Regions from separate parts of the Gossypium arboreum genome. Here region 2 is linked to region 1. Evidence: chromatin contacts called from public Hi-C data. All regions are on one chromosome and are shown on one strand. The core of a region is the stretch at or near the end of the contact, and the rest is flanking DNA. Distances in the headings are between cores, read along the strand shown.

Evidence for each region. A called contact is a pair of places that touch in the nucleus more often than the background predicts.
Region 2: a Hi-C map of leaf shows a contact between it and region 1, with 3 times the contacts expected there. The contact joins the promoter of LOC108470611 here to the promoter of LOC108473556 in region 1. A contact is called at or near these places in 2 of 5 Hi-C or Micro-C datasets (both in leaf).

Annotation. Positions count from the first base shown.
Region 1 is chr6:16,130,308-16,134,218 of ASM2569848v2, forward strand. LOC108473556 (mitotic spindle checkpoint protein MAD1) reads right to left here and starts at 1,816. Exons shown (of 15, transcript XM_053029724.1): 1 at 1,463-1,816; 2 at 1,179-1,278; 3 at 73-233. The coding sequence starts at 1,651.
Region 2 is chr6:16,329,336-16,333,246 of ASM2569848v2, forward strand. It overlaps LOC108470611 (cation/calcium exchanger 4-like), which reads right to left and starts at 1,699. Exons shown (of 1, transcript XM_017771970.2): 1 at 1-1,699. The coding sequence starts at 1,381. It overlaps LOC108473886, which reads left to right and starts at 3,495. Exons shown (of 2, transcript XR_008284268.1): 1 at 3,495-3,809.

The DNA.
Region 1 (3,911 bases), core at 566-3,065:
GCAAAAGGTAATTAAACATTCAAAGAGGAAAGGATATTTCTATCAACCTCTTACAAGTTAAAAAAATGGTACCTTAAGCTCATTGTTTGTTTCTAACTGCTTTTTGAATCTTTCCTGTGAATCATTGACTTCCTTCAAGAGCTGGTCATGCAGCATCTGTTCACGTCCTTTTGCAGCAGCTAGCTCTTGTTCTGCATAAAGGAATTGATCCCTAAACTTTTTCCTTTCCGCTTCTGCAAAGATTACGATTATATCAGTGTAAAATAATGTATCATGCAAGATCTAATTTCAAATGATCAAACACCAAAAAAATACATGCCAAAGCAAGAAGCTCCTTTTTTACCATTTTCAAAAGAGTATGAACTCAAATAGCAAAATTTTTAATTAGAAATTCTTAAGCAACACCTGTATATGATTTGAACAAAAAAAATCAGTAGATGAATCTGAATAAAATTTACTAGCTTGTTATTATACGAATTTTTGGATCAGAGCTTTGAACTTTATCATGACAATATTAGTGGGGCCAACCACAGGTAGCTCGTTATTAGCATTTTAAATTGCGTTAAGCATCTATTTTAAGATGTTCAAAACCTCACCGCAACCTCATAAGTTTTCCTCTTTCCCCTCATGGGAACCCTATAAGCCTTCAGCACTATAAAACAACTGGTAAAAGTAAACAGAATGTAAATTATAAATCACTATGCACGAACAAATGAGAAGTCAGCCCTTTATATAAGAACTTTTTGTTAATATTAAGGTACCATTTGGTTGTTGTTTTTGCTATTTGCTTGTTACTTGTTGAAGCACAAAGGACAAAGGGTTCGGACATTTCAGAATAGTTGAAATGCTGTTTTTCTTTTCAGGACAAAATGAATGTATGACTTTACTATTGTATTGAATAACTAATCTATGTTAGAATCGGTATTGCACTTCAGTCATTTCTTCAATTTTAATTAATTACAATTTATCTTTTCTGCGATATCTTATCCTAGAAAGCAAAACACAAACAAGTAAATGAAGCATAAACACACGCGGAAAGTCCTTTGGGAAAAGAACAACAGCATTGAGTAAAACTTAATGCATTCGTCATTTTGCAAAATATGCACAAAAATGCAATATCCATACAAATAGAAGTGTACTTAACAAATTCACAAGACCAAAGTGTAGATATAATCTACCGGCTTTAGAAAGGTTTTCATTTAAAATCTCTAGTTTGGACTGATAATCACGAATTTGCTTCTCCGCATTGCTCAAGGCATCTATAAAATCTGCTTTGACCTAAGAAAATAAAACAATAAAATTAAGAAATAAAGCAAGAAAGAAAAAAGCAAATTGGAATATGAATGCTAAAATCTGCTTTGACCTAAGAAAATAAAACAATGAAATTAAGAAAGAAAGCAAGAAAGAAAAAAGCAAATTGGAATATGAATGCTAACTGATGCAGGAATTAACACAAGACTACCATCTGTCGGCATTGATAAGTGCAGAGGAGGTGATCAGAGGGCTGGTGAGGCGACTCCGGCGGAGGCGCCGCCAGAGGATTGTCCTCATAGATGACGAGACGTCCCTCGGAAGCTACTTGCGGTGACGGACTCTCGTGAAGTATGGGTTCGGCTCTTTGCTTCTTGGGTGGTGGAGTCCTCAGGATCATATTGTCTCCACAAATTCAAATTTCTAGGGTTTCTCTCTCTTTTTCTCAACAATTCAAAATCAAATTTGGAAGAAAGGAAAATGGCGCATTTCTATTCTATGTTCGGGCAATGACAAAGCGCCCGTCACTTCTGGACCAAATAGTTTTGATGCATCATTTAGTCCCTAAATATATAGTTTTTTCCTATTTTGATCCTTAAAGTTTGTTTTTTACTCAGATTAGGTTTTTTGCGGATCACTGATTTGGTCCTTTTGACATTAAAAAAATTATAAGGATAAAAAGTTCTCAAGAAAATACCAAAAAATAAATTAAGCCTATTGAGTATTTTTGTGTGTCTGTCTCTCAAAGGGGGTTAATTTATTTATTTATATGATACGGTTCATAACGTCCTAAGTAGGCTCCCATGAATGCCAACACGTACCTTATTCTAAGATCCACACGTGTTCTCTAGGTGTTCGTTTGCCTGCATAGTGATGCGAACCTACCTTATAGAGCTCATGAAAGGATACGAACTCACCACGAATTCACTATGTGTGAACTCATGTAAAGATGTGAACTATGCAGATTACAAGTAGGTTCCAATCAGGTAACCGGGTACTGGGCCGATAATAGCGGACACCATAACAATTTGTCTTCCACTTAGTTTGAATAAGAGTTATAAAGTGGCTCTTCTTAGAACTTGGTTAAGTGAAGTGAGGGATTTATAAGAATGAAACTTATTATATATGCACTTCACTCAAAATTGTTGTTCAAGTTTTGTCAGATGTTAAAGGGATGTACAGTTGTACGATGCTAATTGAGCCTTCGCTCTTGGATATGTGAATCTTCATGCTTTGAATGCTTTGAATTTCTTTAAAAGGATCAGACTTTAACCCTAAATTTGAACCGTTTGGGTTTGAAATTTTTGAGAAAGAGACGTTGTTGAGAAGAACAGTCATGATTTAAGGTAAACTTCTTAAAATTTTCAAATACTCCTTCTAGTCATTCTAGATTTAGTTAGGTATTATGATTAGGGTAAGAAGAGGTGGTCTTAGTGGTCAGGGTAACCATAGTGGTTCAAAGAATGAACACTTGCAACTTCGTGAAGCTGGTGTACCTATAGAGACGACAGCTTATGCCTATACGACAAAGAACGAAGAAATGAGTTGTCATTCAACTGTTCGAGGCATTCAGGTGCCTAATTTTCCTATGACTTCTCAATTGTTGAAGGTTTGATGTGATTGAGTGATTCTAAAAAGGGTTTCTTACTTTTGCTGCATGTTGATCTGCCGTAATTTGGTATAGCAAATTAAACTAGTTTTCGCACTTTAGGAGCTTGAACATAAGTATTTTAGTTAAGTTTTAATTACATTTTCATAAGTTTAGCTAAGTTCAATAAAGTGTGTAATTTGAGTCTTTTGTTGACCTTAGAAGCCGAATGTGAGCTAATAGACTTTGTGAGCATATAGGAGATCATTAGAAGGCGTGTTAACTCGATACTGGTTACTGGGTTACAGCACAAAGCATTGGATGTTGCAACATAAGGAGTAGAATAGAAGAATTCTAAGACTGCCTTCAATGTCGCAACATACCCCTGAAGACATCCTGAATATGAGCATACTGCCCTTGATGTTGCAACACAGGAATTGGTGTCTCGCGACATCACCTCTGTACTTGAAATAATTACAAGCTAGGGACATTTTGGTCTGCACAATCAAATGTTAAGCACGAGGACAACCTGACCTAGGGTTAGGGACGACGACCACCCTAAAGTTTATAAATAGGCTCATTTAACACATGTTATACACACCTTTCATATTGTATATTTTTTTCTTTAAATCTAATATTTAGTTTTTCTCTTTTCTTAGGTTTAGATTTTATTTCAATTTTGGTTATTTACTTTTGTGGAGAGATCAGATTTGTGAAGTTCAATCAAAATCTATGAGGATTTGACGCTTAAATTTAAATACAAATCAAACTTTTTCTAAACTCTATTCTCTTGAATTGTTCTTCATGTTTATTCTTTTTATGAAGTTGATATTGTTTATTAAATCCAAGAGGAACTAATCCTCTTATGAGGGATTAGCGAGTGGAGATATGATTAATTAATTGTTTTGTAGGGGTTTATGAGTGGATCAACTTTTCAGGAGAGGAAGAACCTAAAACACTAGGCCTGACAACCCTAGGAAGTCATTACAGTGGGAATTAACCCAAATTTGGTATGACCTATCCGTGAACACTTTAATCCTGAATCGATCTGGACTGTGAGGTCAGTGGAAGA
Region 2 (3,911 bases), core at 449-2,948, 200 kb after region 1:
TGAGACACCATGTGATCACTCGACTCTCAAAGCCCACATCACCTTTGCTATTCCACAGAAATCCTAACAGAACAGGAGCCAATGAAACACTAGCCACAGCATATGGTTTTGACCATGATTCCTGATCAACTAGAGGAATTGTTAGCCTCCTTGGAACTGTCAGCGGCAACTCCAGGAGCGATAATAATTTAGAGCAAGAGAATGGTGACTCATTAGTTTCCATGCCCTCTTCAGTCCAACCCCATGGAGGCCTGTCTTCAGCTAATGGACTGGCTTTCATGAATTGATTGGAATATATAGCAACATTTGAAGCCCACATCCATTGTGGCAGGGAACTAGGTAGATGGGGTGGATCATTTCCAGTGTCCACGTCCAGCAGATAACTATAAAGAAAAGTATCCTCTTCGTTTCCTTGTGAAAACAGATTTCCTCGGACAGGAAGCAATGGTGTAACAACATCCAATTTCAACCCCCCAGTATGTTTCCACAGAATCTCATTTGCAACCACAGAAAATGCATAAATCACATAGATCATGACAAATGCAATGGCACCCCAAATACTCACCTTGCCAATTATCAATATCATTGTAAGTGACATGAGCGTAAAAAGGAAGAAACAGATATCCCTAATGAAGCATCTTTTATCAATCTGAACCCCGGTCCCCGCTACACAAAGGGAGACAGCCCCTACAACAACACAAGTAACAAAAACTCCACCACCTAACACGCTATTAAGACCCACTCCACCTGTATCCGTCCCCAAAAATGCAGCTATACTTGCAAACACATCCGGTGCCCCATTTCCCAATGGAAGGAGTGCAACCCCAGCAACAGTTGGAGGCAACATAAGCAGATATGAAAGCTTCTCCAATGAACGGCAAAAGTAGTCCGCTGCAGTGTTACCCAAAAGATAAAACAAAGAAACAAGCCAAACACCCAATATCAAATAGCCCACTATCCTAAATTCTCCACAACCACAATAGAAGAACTTAATGTAATCAAAGAATCCATCTGAAGAACACTGTGGATTCGATTCCAGGAACTCACATTGATTAGCAAAACCCTGATGATTATTCAATCCGGTACAGAAAACAGGATGGCCCAAGCTTACATTCAACTCATTCTGCTGGCCCTTCCCAAAAGCTAAATTTGACGAACTGGCATCAAGTTCGCTAATTTTTCGACGAATTATACCGACGTGATCAAGTACGGTTCTTTGATTCAAATTATAATTAATAAGCCCAGACGATTGGCTAATGTGAGGGTTCCTTAAGAAATCAACCCGGGTGCAAAAAAAGAACAGTAGAATAATGGCAGATAATCCATTGAAAATCCCATGAAATTTGGGACTTTTTGAAACATAAAGACAATTATTACTCATAAATAAAATCTCTTTATCTAAAATAAAACATCAAGCTTTTAAAAATTCCTACAAAGTGAATTAGGCTAGGGTTTTCAGCTAAGGAACTAGGAAACCCCAGCCTTTGAATTCAGAAGAGAAAATGAATATGAAATTTAGGATACTTACCGATGACCCCAAGATTAAAGAGGAACTGGAATTTAATGGCTCTTTTTGGGACAGTTTTTCCAACGCAGAAGTTCGTTGACAATAATAATCAGGGAATTTTTGAAAAAATTAATTTGGAGGAGAAGTTGGTTAGAAATTTCTCATGACTGCTATTTTTTCCTTTTCTTTATCACCCTTTATTATTTATATTAATATATACTATTTTTTAATGAGTGCTAATTTTTTATTACATTTTTATAAAATTTAAAAGTTATTTTTTTCAATTAAGAAAAACTATTTTACTCGTGTTAATTTCATGCTTTATTAATAAGAGAATCATGGTTTGCAAAATCCAATCGGTTTCACTAATTTATTTAAAAATATTATACGTAATTTTTATGTGTTTATATTTCTAATTCTTTAAATGGTATAATTTTACAATTTAAAATATATATATTTACTAATTAAATGAACATAGGTATAATTTATAATAAAATTCTACTATTTTTGATAAATAATTTAGAGAATAAAATGTTTTAAAAGTAATGAAAATAGAAAATAATTGATAATAAAATATTAAATAATTAGATAAAATAAAATTGAATTAATATATAAATTATTAAAATTAATATAGAAATTTGGAACTAAGAGGACAAATTTAATGTTATATTACCTTATAATCAATTAAATAAATTTTCAATCTCTTTTCGATACTATTGTTGTTCGAATATGATTCGACTACTAACTTATTATTACTAATTATCTCCATATGCTACTTGATTGAATGTGTTTAACTATTTGATAATATTCTCTAATATTAATTAAGTGATAATTAATGGATAAAATAAAACTCAATTTTACAACAATCTTTCTTTTAATTGATTTAACATAGTACTTTGCCTCTAATAAACTTAAATTAAATTATAATTAGATTTAAATATCAATTAAAAGATTTAAATTAAATTATATTTATTACTTAAAATAAATTTAAAATTTATGTCTCATATATTAAAATATTAATAATGAGTTACAATAAAGTATTTTAATATTTTTATAATAATTTAAGTTGATGTATTTTATATATCATAATATTATAAATTTGAATATTATTTAAATTTATATTTTTACTTTATAATATCAAATCTACAATAAACATTTTATCCTTTCAAAAATATTTTTAACAAATTTACTAAATATTTAAAGCTTAAATCAAATTTTTCGGTATAAGTAAAATTTTTAATTACCATACTTTTTTTTTTTATTCGCTATATCTCGGTTTACTGAGATAGTGTTTGGGATTTGTGACTACCATTTTCAATAATCTTGTCTCCAAAATTTGAATTTACATTCTTTTGAGAATGTAATAGGTCTTACCAAATGCACCCAACACTTAATGGTGATCACAAATACTACTTCAAGTTAACCTTATATTAATATTTAGATGTCAATACAATTTGTAATTATTACAATACTTAAATAAAAACTAAAACTTTTAAATTAAATTATAATTATTTTTAGTTGTCAATCTAATAATATGATAAAAAAAGAGAGAATATTTTTATTTATTCAAAACTTTATCTAAATTCATGCTTTTATATATATATTATAGATAGATAATATCTTAAACATTCATTATACATTATAAATTCAATTAAAAGATTAGCAAAGCTAATTTTATTGACTCTAAAACTTGGAATGTTTTAAAACATTATTGAAAGACTAATACACTAAACTAAAGTCAAAGTAGTTACAAAACATTAAAATATTCCAATCCATAACCCAAATATTAAAAACATTACAATCCTTAATTCATGATGCGAAATCTTGGGAATAATTTTTTTTTTTTTTGAAATTAAAATTGGCCGGGTACTTTATTTGGAAAAAGAAAACTAAAATAGGCCCAAACAGATCAATTGGGCTCAATCCTACTCTGGCTAGGAACATACAAAAGAAGAACGGCCTTACTGGACAGTTTAATAGTGGAGGCCTCCTAAAGGAATTAAAAAAAGAAAAGAACTATTAACTGGATAAGAACGACAGAAGCAATAAATGATAATGAAAAGAAAACAGGAAACCTACTCATCCACCCCGGTCAACTCAAACTGCTGGCACCCATTAAAACTACTCGCATTTTCATTTCAAAAACCACCCGTTCTGATGATAACAATTCCCAAAGAGAAAAATAAATCATTTCTGCTATCTGGTTGGGAGTCTCATTTGTCTCAAAGGTCCTTCAGTCTGGGCATCGTGGCCATCGCCCCGCCGAACCGAACGCCTGGTCATGTAGTTCTTCTCCCGTCAGGTACGATCTTTCTCCTCTTGCAAGTGTGTTCTTTGCGATTCTATGAGCTCTCAAGTTCTCTGATCTGTGGATATACTGGAAGTGGATCTCTTGAAATCTGGT